Linked DNA regions of Canis lupus: regions 1 and 2 are each linked to region 3. A link is a contact called in public Hi-C data. All regions are on one chromosome and are shown on one strand. The core of a region is the stretch at or near the end of the contact, and the rest is flanking DNA. Distances in the headings are between cores, read along the strand shown.

Region 1 (3,907 bases), core at 1,011-3,510, 140 kb after region 3:
CTAAGATAATAGCACATTACACTTGTGTCCTGTGCTGATTTACAAATCTACGCGTAGGTAAATATGGAGTAAAAAAAAAAAAGTTTTAACATATAGCTATTCAACTGTGTGCTTAGTTCTATAATCTACATAATTTTGAGAGGATAAAGAAGCTTGATAAAAGAATACAAAAGACGATGGAGGACACAATTCTGTAACACCACAGGCCCACTCACGCTAATAGAGAAACAAAGACTTAACATTTAATTATCTGGACAAATTTCTTTATCAGAAAGAAGACTTCTGTGTGAATAACACCACCAGCTGAAGGAAAATGTTTCCAGTACAATTTTCTAAGGGCTACATTTATTACTTTACCAAACATTTACTGAGGACTTAGTATGCTTTAGGCACTGTACTGGGCATTAGGGAAGATATGAAGAACATGTAAGATCCTGTTTTTGAGGAATTTCCGGTCCATGATGCAGCCCAGACTGGAAAACTGAGTGCAATGAAGCAAGCAAGTGCTATGACAGGTGAGTGTTATGGAAGAAACTGATGAAATGGCTCAGCATCCTAGGGAGCTGGAGGTTTCTGGGATGTTCACTATTTGAACCAGCTCTTCGGAGTCAAGAGATGTCACTGGAGCTGCAAGACATTTAGAAGATATAAAGGAAACACAAAGACGACATCAAGTTGGGAAGTGAGTGTTTTGGGGAAGAAGTTTTAGTGCAGACTGTGCGTCTTACGCGAGGAATGGAGATGAAGACAGAAAGATACCATGTCACTGTGAAATTCACTCATCTCATGAGAATGGGAATACAACAGAGGTAATAAGGCATAAAGGTGACTTTTTAAGAGCAGCATATCAAGACTTCAACTCTCCACTCTTAGGGAAGTGGTAGTAATGTGTCTTACAAATGGTTAAACCAGAACTGCCTAGCAAAACAAGACTTGCTCCGAGGCAGGATCAGCAACAGTGCGTCTATCAAACGTTAGGCCAGAACCGCTGCCAGACCTTGACGGTGCGTCATCAGGACCACCACGGCCTGGTTTCTCCTGCTCCTCCATTCAGGGAGCCAGAGTCCACATACAGAAACCGGCTAAATGGGAAACAGCAAAAAGGAGCCTTATGTCTGTGGCCCTTTCTTCTCGGTGTCTAGCTCTGCTCATGGGCGACACTCAGTTAAGTTTCGATACTGAGTAAACGAGTAGAGTCGTTGTCAGGAACTTTTACCAAGGACACAGAGCCACAAACCTCCCATACCCGGACAGGGCACCTTAAGAGACTTCAAAGACCTATTTAACAACATATGCACCCAAACCTGACTTTTTCCTTCACTTTCGCGGAACAGGCACAAGTGGCAGGGAGCCCGGGCGGCGGTGAGCCCAGGCTTTCGCACCCCCTGGTACGGACGGAGTTCCCAGGTCTCCGTCGGGAACGCATCATTCTGTCCGAGGAGGACCAGTAACCGTAACGCAGGTGTCGGGTAGGGGCTGAGCCGCTACTAACCGGGCGGAAGCTGCGCTCCCGACCCAGCCCTAGCCGGGGGACTATCACCCGAGACACGAGCCACCCTGCCCTGTGAACTTTCTCGACGCTGCGAGACCCAAACACGCCTTAGCAGGCGGCGGCCGCTAACAACTGCCTCAGCGAACCGAGGTCCGTGCGCGCCGCGCAGAAGGCCCGCGAGACTCGGGAGCGGAGCTCCAGGCCGGCAACTCCGCCCTGGGCTGGCTGTGCCACCGAGGAAAGGGGGGAAAAAAAAAAAAAAAAAAGGGACACTGGCGTCCCCTAAAGCTCGGGAGCGTCGGGTCCTACGGTGCGTTTTCGAGACTTCCATGACAAAGCGCCTTACAAGCGCCGATGTGGCGACCCCTAGGGCTTCCCCGGGGACGTCCCGCTCTGCCGGGAGGTGGGGCCGGCCGGGGTGCGGGCGACGGCGGTCCCGCGCGAACGCGGGGTGGGGGGGGCCTAGGAGGCGGGGCGGGGGGGGCGGGGGGGCGAGGGGGCGGGGGTCGGGACGAGGGGGAGGCGCCGCGGGCCCCCAGGCGGGAAGGCCTCGCCAACGGCTCCCGTTCCCCGCCTCACCTGCATGTTGGGCACGAAGCCCTTCTTGATTCTCCAGCAGTTTTTATTGATCTTCTCCAAGAACTGTAGCTCATCATTATAGCTGCGACTCATGGCGGCGACAAGGCTGACGAGAACTCCCGGCTCCGCTTCGAAGAGCCGCTGCCGCGCTGTCCCGCGGCCGGAAGCACCGCCCTCCGGAGCCCGACGCGCAGGCGCGGCCAGCTCCGCCGCAGGCTGGGCGACGGCGAGCGCCGAGGCTCGAAACTCGTAGCGCCAAATCGCTTTTCTCTCGTTAACTTAGACTGCCCTCTAGTGTGCACCTTTCCGGATATTGACGGGTCCTTTCCTTCCCGGCTGAAAGCTAAGCCTGAAGGCAGTCATTTTTAGTGAGATGTAGTCATCCTTCGTTTTGGGAGTGCTTTTCAGCGCTGGAAGAATGCGGATCAGGCCCGAGCGCTGTAGTGAATATCTGCTGGGTGTTTACGTCCGCAGCAGCGAGGGGGGAGCTGTCTGCAGCCGAGAAGCATGTTCCTGGAAATCCGTAATGCCTGAGAATGAATCTGTGGGTGCACCTTCAATAAGTCTCTGTCATTCCAAAGAACGAAAGTGACAGTTTATCATTGAGTCCGGCGAGCGCCGCTGCGGTGGTTAGTACGGCCGCGCGTGCGCGGGGAAGGCGAACGGAGCGCAGCCGGCCCGGCCCCCGCGCCCCCCGCGCCCCCGCGCCCCCCGCGCCCCCCGCGCCCCCCGCGCCCCCCGCACCGCCTCCCGGGGTCCCAAGGGCCCTGTGCTCACGCTCTTTATGCGCACGTCTCTTGCTCACACTAGAAGGGGATTTTGACGTGCTTGTTGCGGCCTCTAGTCCTTCCTCATGCAAATAGCGGCGACTTTGGACTTGGGAAGACCTGGATTCAGATTCTACCTCTGCCTTGCACGCAGAGGCTGCTTTACCAGCCCTGTAGGATTCATCCCTCGTCACCTCTGTTCCCTCGTCTGTGAAATGGGACCACAGTTCTTCCGAGTGTCTGTGGGCATTGAGTGGGTGGCAGTGTGGAGTAACCAGTGCGGGGCTTGGCCCTGCAGGAACCCGCCGTCTTCCACTCGCTCCTAGATTGTCAGCTCCGGGGAGATGAAGCGGTGGGTTCTAGTCATTCTTACATTATCCATGGGGGTGCCCCTTGCCTCCTCTTCTGACCCCATTTCACCCCAATGATTAGGTATATTGCCAACTACAAATGATCTAGGCTTAGGACTCTGCACTGTCATTTCATTTCATCTGGGAGGGAAAATCCTAAAACTTAAAGAAGTGGTATAACTTCCAGAGCTTCCTGTGACCACTATTTCTTACCAGAAACATCCAAGAGACAGGGTGTTCCTTTTTAAATCGAGCCTTGAAGTCTGCACACCCTCACTTTTTGTCAACTTGGTTAAAGATGTTAAATTGGGCAGCCCAGGTGGCTCAGCGGTTTAGTGCCACCTTCGGCCCAGGGCCTGGTCCTGGAGTCTCTCGGGATCGAGTCCCACGTCAGGCTCCCTGCATGGAGCCTGCTTCTCCCTCTGCCTGTGTCTCTGCCTCTTTCTCTCTCTCTCTGGGAGTCTGTCATGAATAAATAAATGAAAAATCTTAAAAAAAATAAAGATGCTAAATTCTCTCATCTTTATTTTATTAAAAAAAAAATCCAGGGCAGATAAGTTTTCAAATAAAAAGACAAGGTTGGCATTGATAGAAAACAAGTTTAATTAAATACAAGGGGCAGTAGCTGTAAATATAAAACATAAAATCCAAAAAGCAGGGAAGTGGGGGAAACCCTGGGTTGCTAGGAGATCTAAAGGGAGTTCCTCCAGAAACATTCA
Region 2 (3,377 bases), core at 745-3,244, 200 kb after region 3:
AATAGGTGATAGGTTCACATTTCAGATCTCAGCTATGCCCCTTGTGGTGTATATCTGTCAGACTCATGGCTTCCTACCGTCTTTTGAATGGCCTTTCTGCACTGAGGAAATTCCAATTATTTTAGGTCCTGCCTTTCTAAGGAAGAGTTTAGACCCCCAATTTCAGTCTCCTTTGCAGCCAGGACTCAGACGTGGGCCTCAGTCTCCCTCAATTAGATGCCCCCTATGAGCCTTTGATTTAGAAGTAAGGTGAGAAAATAGGCTCTTTTGGAAGCTTGGCATTTTGTTGGTGCAGGAGGCTGTAACAACTTGTGGCATTTGAAGGTGGCAGCCATTCTGCAGTGGTTGTCAGGGTGACAGCAGTGTCATCCTGGGGCGGGGTGCGGCAGCAGCAGCAGCTGCAATCCCAATCAGTCATAGTAGTTTCCTCACCAGGCCAGTTCTTCAGCGTGGTTCTGAGTTTCACTTCTGGAATTAGCCCGGAACCACTTCTTTAGTCCTTCACAGAATTCCCGGAGCTATCCGGTATCCTTTTTAACATGTTCCCTGTTAGTCAGCCAGACTCAATCTCTATTGCTCAGAACCAAGAAACCTGATAAAGAATCCCCTGCTTAAAACTCTGCATTGGCTTCCCATACATTCTAGAATGTGTCTCAAATCCTTTGCTTAGCTCAAAGCTTTATCTGGAAAAGTACCCACTCTGTCCTTCCCTCTGGTCACACTGAGCCACCCTGCTCCTACCAGCCTTCCTTAATCTCATATTGCTTGCCACTAAAGAATTTAGGGGCACAATCACTCTTCTGTATGTACCCCACCCCTCGGGATTGTTCTTTATAATAAAAAAAATCATTACACTCTACTACAAGAGTTGATTCATTCAACTGTAAACTCTGCACTCATTCTTTGAGTCCCCAGGCACCTGGAATAATACCTGGCCCAAAGTAGGTGTTGATGCCTGTTTGAAGATCAGGACGTGGACAAGTACTGCCACCTACTGGGAGAAACTTCATTCAACTCTAATAATGATTTGGACAATGGCTAGCATACAAGGATGAAATCTGACCATTCCCTAAGTTATCATCATTGTTGTCCGACTCCCCAGGATAGGGTTCTCCCAGGCGGCTCCCAGTGATCCCTGTCCAGTGCTATTCATGCCCTTGGGTTGATCCTCCCACACTGAAGGGTTGGCTCTAATGACAGAAGTGGTGGTGCCTGCCTTCCGAGGCTAGAGCACAAAAGACATCGCAGCTCCTGCTTTGGTCGTTCCGGGACCACGTGTTAGGAGGGAGGCCAGATGCCGTGTCGCGGGGACACTCCATTGGCCCTACGGAGGGGTCCACGCCGTGGAAACCAGGCCTCCCGCCCACAGTCGGGGGAGCTCTCCTGCAAGCAGGTTCTCCAGCCTGAGTCAAGGCTTCAGGTAACTGCAGCCCCGGCCTACATCTTGCCTGGAATCTCTAGAGACCAAGACAGACCCACCCACCCAGCCGTGCCCATACAGAACCTCTGGGACAATTAATATTCGTAGTTTTAGGCTGCGAAGCTTTGGGGTGATTGCTGAGCGACACACTACTCCTCTCGTCTCCGACACAGATCAGGGGACCACAAGCTGTTTCATATTTTGCTGTTCCACGAGGAGACGGGCAGAGCCTGGGCTGCACCGCAGGCTTCTCAGAGCCGAGGCCTGCGGCTGGAGCTGAGCGCCGCGGAGCGCAGGCGGCACGAGCCCGGCACGCCCGGGCCCGCAGAGCGGCGAGTCACGCACCCCGCAGCCGCGCCCTCGACGGAACGTCCTCCGCGGCCGCCTGGGAGGAGCCGGCACAGCCCTGGCCACGAAGGGGCCGCGCCGCCCCCGCCCCCGCCCCGCCCAGGCCCCGGCCCCGCCCCCGGCCCCGCCCCCGCCCCGCGTGGCGGCCGCGGCACCTGCGCACTGCGAGCCTCTCACGCCCAGGCGGCGCCGTTGCGCGCCGAGTCATCGATCGCAGAACGCCGAGCCGCGGGGCTGGGCGGGGGCCGCCCGCCACCCGCCCGCCCGCGGGGTGGCTCCAGGGGGCGCCCTCACGCGAGGGGCAGGCGCTCCTGTTCCAGAGACCGGCCGGCAGGGGCCGTGGCGGGGCCTTCTCTCCGCTCCTCCTCGGCACCCTCGCGGCTCCGGTAGTCGCCCCCGCCCCCCCCGGGCCCCCGGGCCTCCGGCCGCCGCCATGAAGCTGCGGGTGCGGCTCCAGAAGCGGACCTGGCCGCTGGATCTGCCCGACGCCGAGCCGACGCTGGGCCAGCTGCGCGCGCACCTGAGCCAGGCCCTGCTGCCCTCCTGGGGCTTCGGGTAGGCGGCCGGGCGGGGCGCGGGGGCGCGGGGGGGCGCGGGGGGCTCCCCGCCTGCTGCGGGCGGTCACGTGAGGCGGGGCGGCGGGGCGGCGGGGGTAGGGCCCCGGGACTGTGACGCGCGGAGGCCCGGGCGGCGCGGGCGCTAGCGCTGCGGCTCGGCGGCCCCCGGCTTGCGGCCGACATGGCCCGGCGTCCCGGGGACCCGGTCCCCCTGCAGGGTGAGCCGTCGCCTTCGTTTCTGCCGCAGGGGAAGCCGGGGACCGGCCGGGGCGGGCGCGGGGGTTCGGCTCCGGGGGGACTTTCCCGGGCTCGGTGGGGTCGCAGGTCACCGTCCCCGGCGGTCGCAGGGTTCCGGGGAACACGTCGGGAAAGTTCCAGAAGTTAGGGACCGGCCCGCGCTCCGAGGCCGCCGTGAGCGGGCTGGAGGCTGCGCCGGGCGGTGCGCGGCCCGCGGCGGGACCCGGTTCAGGGTGTGGGTGCTGCGGTGCTTCTGGTTCCCCGGCCGAGCTGTTGCTTTTTTGCTAAAACTAAGGTAAACGTGGGTCTTGGGGTGACCCTGGAGGGCTTGCGGTTTGGGGGCAGTGACGTTGAGAAATCAAGGACCGGAATCCGCTATTAATTTAATGGGGCTGCAAATGAGACTTCGTTTCCACCGAGTGTTTTCCGGGGATGACAGTCTGGGGGCCGAGGGACAAAGCTAGGGGTGGGCCTCTTCGCGAACTGAGCGAGCGAATTGGGCGTTTGAGCGTGCTGAGGAAACAAGGGTAGTCGCTGGGGCTTTCTAGGTGAATTCTTCAAAAGGAAACCTTTCTGTTAATTAAGCGGATTTTTTTTTTTTAAGATTTTATTTATTCATGAGACACAGGCAGAGGGAGAAGCAGGGTCCCTGCGGGGAGCCGGGTGCGGTACTGATCCGGGCACCCCGAGATCACCAGCTGGGCCCCCCCCCCCCAGGTGCCCCTAAGTGGGTCCTTTTTCTGAGACTTTTATAGATTTTGACTTTATTTTTAGGGAATAGAATAAAATGAGGCCATGTTATGAACTTGTCACCT
Region 3 (3,876 bases), core at 177-2,676:
AAGGGGATTCGGCCAAGTGGGGAGAGACCATGGTGCCTGGTTGGAGTTCTGCAGTTTCCACCCACGGGCGATCTCAGGGTAGTAAGGCTAGTGACCGCGAACTTCACCTTAAAAATGGAGGTAATTCTTGATGTCTCATCAGTGTTGTTTTGAGAACCATGTAAAATATTTTACGTGAAGACAGATCTGTTGCAAAAATGTCCATGAGTTGACCCCACGGGTGGACAGCCCACTTTGGCGATGCAACAGGGGCAGACCATATACTTCCCATTGTAGCCACTCTCCTGGTTTTGCTTCCCTATCTGAGGTAGGAGAGCCCGATGGAAGCTCAGAGGGGGCAGATGAGCTAGACAGAGCCACACAGCCAAGAAGGAAGTCAAACCCAGATGCGAAGACTTGCCACTCTGCAGTCCCCTCTAGCCACGGACACTTCCTGGAATAGGTGACTCTGACCTTAGCTGAGGAGCGCGGCACAGGTAACAAGGGGTCTCTAGGGTCACACCGCCAGGGGTCGCGTCCTAGCGGCACCATCACCGGCTGTGGGACCCCTGTGTGTAAGAGGGGAGTAGGACCCCCAGGGTACCGGGGCGGCTCAGCGGTTGGGCGTCTGCCCTCGGCCCAGGGCGTGACCCCGGGGTCCCGGGACCGAGTCCCGCATCGGGCTCCGCAGGGACCCTGCTCCTCCCTCCGCCTGTGTCGCTGCCTGTGTGTCTCATGAATAAATAAAAATGTTTAAAAATTAAAAAAAAAAAAAAAGACTTCCCACACAGGCTTAAGAAGTAACCAAGCTAACATAAGGCATTTAGATCGTAGCTGGCGCATACTAAGCCCTTTGCAGCTGCTACAGCCCCTCGTGCGCACTTAGGTTCATAATCCGTGCTACGTGCTTCACGGTGAGGAAGTCACACCCAAGAATGTAGTGAAATGTAACGGCGGAGGTGTCGCCCTGGGAGGACAAGTCCACTCGGGAGAAAGCTTTAAAAGGAGAAAACCACAAGCCACCATTTGTCAGTGAAAAGCCTATGGAACTGCAGGCGCAGGGACGCCCGCGTGGCTCAGTGGTCGAGCGCCTGCCTTTGGCTCAGGGCGTGCTCCCAGGGTCCCGGGATCGAGCCCCACGTCGGGCTCCCTGCATGGAGCCTGCTTCTCCCTCGGCCTGTGTCTCTGCTTCTCTCTCTCTTTCATGAATAAATAAAATCTTAAAAAAAAAAAAAAGAAAAAGGAACTGCAGGCAAAGTGAAAGTCTCTGACCCCGACGGCTCCAGTTTTACCTGCGGCCTCCGCGTAGCCCGCAGAGACCGTCACAGGAGTGACGTCGTCAAGAGCCCACCCGCGTCACTCACGTCCTGGACGCCGCGCCCAGCCGCTGCCGCAGCCGCTTCCGCTTCCGCTTCCAGCCCTTTCCGCGGCGCCGCGGAATGACGTCAGAAGCGGGCGCGGACGCGCAGAAACGCCGGCGTGCGCGTGTGCTGTGTGCGGGCCGCGGCGCAGGGCTGTCAGCGACGGCGACGGCCGCGGGGCGGCGGGGGTCCCAGTGCTGCTGGGGCCGAGTCTGTAGCGCGAGGCGTCCCTGAGGTGAGGACCATGAACCGCAGTCGCCAGGTGACGTGCGTGGCCTGGGTCCGCTGCGGCGTGGCCAAAGAGACGCCGGACAAGGTGAGGCCCGGTCGCCGGGAGGGAAGGGGAGCGGCCTCTTCGCGGCATCCTCGTCCAGGCCCGCCTGGAGAACCTGGGCCCCCTCCACGCGGCCGGGCCTGGCGGGCGTGACGGCCCGGGTGTGGTGAGGGGGGCCGCGCGCCCTCTCGGTCCCTACCCCCCGAATTCGCGCGCACGTGGCCTTGGCGGCGGGAGGGGGCGGGGTGCTGCCCAGAGTGGGAAATCCGCAGCCCCTTCTTGACGGCCCCGAAGCTTCACACGCAGCCCAGGGCGTGTCCAGGCACAGCGAGAAGAGGGAGCTCGTGTGTGAAACCAGCGTCCACTCATGGGCTCGGAGTCCGGAGGAGCAGGATGGGAGCTGCGGTGTAGAAAACTGCTGTGGAGACCATGATGTCCTGAGGCTGGGAGTTGAATAGTAATGTCTCGCGGGGATCCAAGTGAGATGTTGATGTGGCATTGGGGGATGAGAGGTAAACATGGCACATCGTGAAGGAAAAACCTGCAGAAGTTCGACAACGAGTCCAGAGGAGAGATGAAGATTACTTAAGTTGTTCACCTGATCTTTACTCAGGGCTTTCTATGTTTGCAGCATTGTTCAGGGTCTAGGGCTAGGCATAAAAACAAAACTTCCCTGCCTGTATGGAGTCGACATGTATGTAGATGTCAGTGGGAGTAAATGCTATGAATGAAAGGGGGGCCTTGAAACGTGATAGGAATGTAAGTATCGGGAGGTGAAGTTAACAGGAATGAGGGATTGGCAGAGCCCTTGAAGGTTTAGCTTCCACCAGGGCACGCAGACTGTGCTTGTTTTTTGGGTTTTGGTGGGGTATTTTTTTAAGGTTTTTATGTATTCACGAGAGAGAAGAGAGAGGGGCAGAGATGCAGGGAGAGGGAGAAGCAGGCTCCCTGGGGGATCCCCATGCAGGACTCGATCCCAGGACCCCGGGATCACGCCCTGAGCCAAAGGCAGATGCTCAGCCACTGAGTCACCCAGGTGCCCCTGGGCTTATTTTATTCACCATTTTCTCTGGTGTTCGGCTCCAGTAGATACTCAATGCATATATATAGAGAGAGAATAGTGCCAGGAAATTATCTCATTAGAAATTAATTATTGATTAAAAAGAGACAAGGGGAGCCCTGGTGGCAGAGCGGTTTAGCGCCACCTGCAGCCCGGGGCATGATCCTGGAGACCTGGGATGGAGTCCCACGTCAAGCTCCCTGCATGTAGCCTGCTTCTCCCTCTGCCTGTGTCTCTACCTGCCTCTCTCTCTCTCTCTGTCTCTATGAATGGATAAATAAAATCTTTAAAAAAGGGATCCCTGGGTGGCGCAGCGGTTTGGTGCCTGCCTTTGGCCCAGGGCGCGATCCTGGAGACCCGGGATCGAATCCCACGTCGGGCTCCCAGTGCATGGAGCCTGCTTCTCCCTCTGCCTGTGTCTCTGCCTCTCTCTCTCTCACTGTGTGCCTATCATAAATAAATAAAAATTAAAAAAAAAAAAGTTAAAAAAAAATCTTTAAAAAAAAAGAGAGAGACTTGTTAGCTTTTAAAAACTATATAAGTTCCCAACATGTCTACACACTGGAACCCCTTAGGGAGCTTTGAAAAATACTGATGCCTGAGGCACCTGGCTGGCTCTGTTGGTGGAGCCTGGTTGATCTCCAGAGGATGAGTTCCAGTGCCACACAGTACCTGTGCCCTACTCCCATATATTGTAGTTTAATTGGTCTGGAGTTTTAGAAGATTTCCCCGCCCCCCCCCCCCCCCCCCCCCGTTCCCCCATGATTCTGATTGCAGAAAAATTTGGCAACCGCTGCTTAAAGAGTCTGAGTTTATTCTACAAAGTCAAAATAGGAAGAAGATACTGAGTTTATTCTACAAAATCCCAGCAAAACTGGGATCAATGAGAGTAATTAGGAAAGTATCTTTAAAAATAAAAAGAAATATCTTTTAATTAAACTTAAAAGCCCTTAACTGTTGGAACAATGAACGTCATCCCTCAAGAGAATTTCTGTATCACTAGAGGTGGTTTAGTGCAAACTGAGTGACTGATTCATCACCTATCATCATCAAGCATCCCTACCATGGGCTGAACACTGAACTATGTGTGTAAACACAATGACAGGTTGATTTTTGTCTTCAAGGATCTTAGAGGTTAGCAGGGATTGTTTTAAAAGGTATTGAAGCATTGATTAGGCAAAGGAATGTCAGCTTTGAAGTAA

What was found. Hi-C and Micro-C count contacts between places; a contact is called where the count stands out from the background.
Region 1: a contact with region 3 is called in a Hi-C map of blood, with 5 times the contacts expected there. The contact joins the promoter of RTCB here to the promoter of PWP1 in region 3. A contact is called at or near these places in 4 of 9 Hi-C or Micro-C datasets (amygdala and blood).
Region 2: a contact with region 3 is called in a Hi-C map of blood, with 8 times the contacts expected there. The contact joins the promoter of FBXO7 here to the promoter of PWP1 in region 3. A contact is called at or near these places in 3 of 9 Hi-C or Micro-C datasets (blood and skin fibroblasts).

What each region holds. Positions count from the first base shown.
Region 1 is chr10:32,067,002-32,070,908 of UU_Cfam_GSD_1.0, reverse strand. RTCB (RNA-splicing ligase RtcB homolog) reads right to left here and starts at 2,260. Exons shown (of 12, transcript XM_038550762.1): 1 at 2,072-2,260. The coding sequence starts at 2,164. It overlaps BPIFC (BPI fold-containing family C protein), which reads right to left. Exons shown (of 18, transcript XM_038550757.1): 18 at 3,774-3,907.
Region 2 is chr10:32,005,614-32,008,990 of UU_Cfam_GSD_1.0, reverse strand. FBXO7 (F-box only protein 7) reads left to right here and starts at 1,994. Exons shown (of 9, transcript XM_038550750.1): 1 at 1,994-2,323. The coding sequence starts at 2,202. It overlaps BPIFC (BPI fold-containing family C protein), which reads right to left and starts at 2,045. Exons shown (of 18, transcript XM_038550757.1): 1 at 1,924-2,045.
Region 3 is chr10:32,204,362-32,208,237 of UU_Cfam_GSD_1.0, reverse strand. It overlaps PWP1 (periodic tryptophan protein 1 homolog), which reads left to right and starts at 1,426. Exons shown (of 15, transcript XM_038550768.1): 1 at 1,426-1,656. The coding sequence starts at 1,585.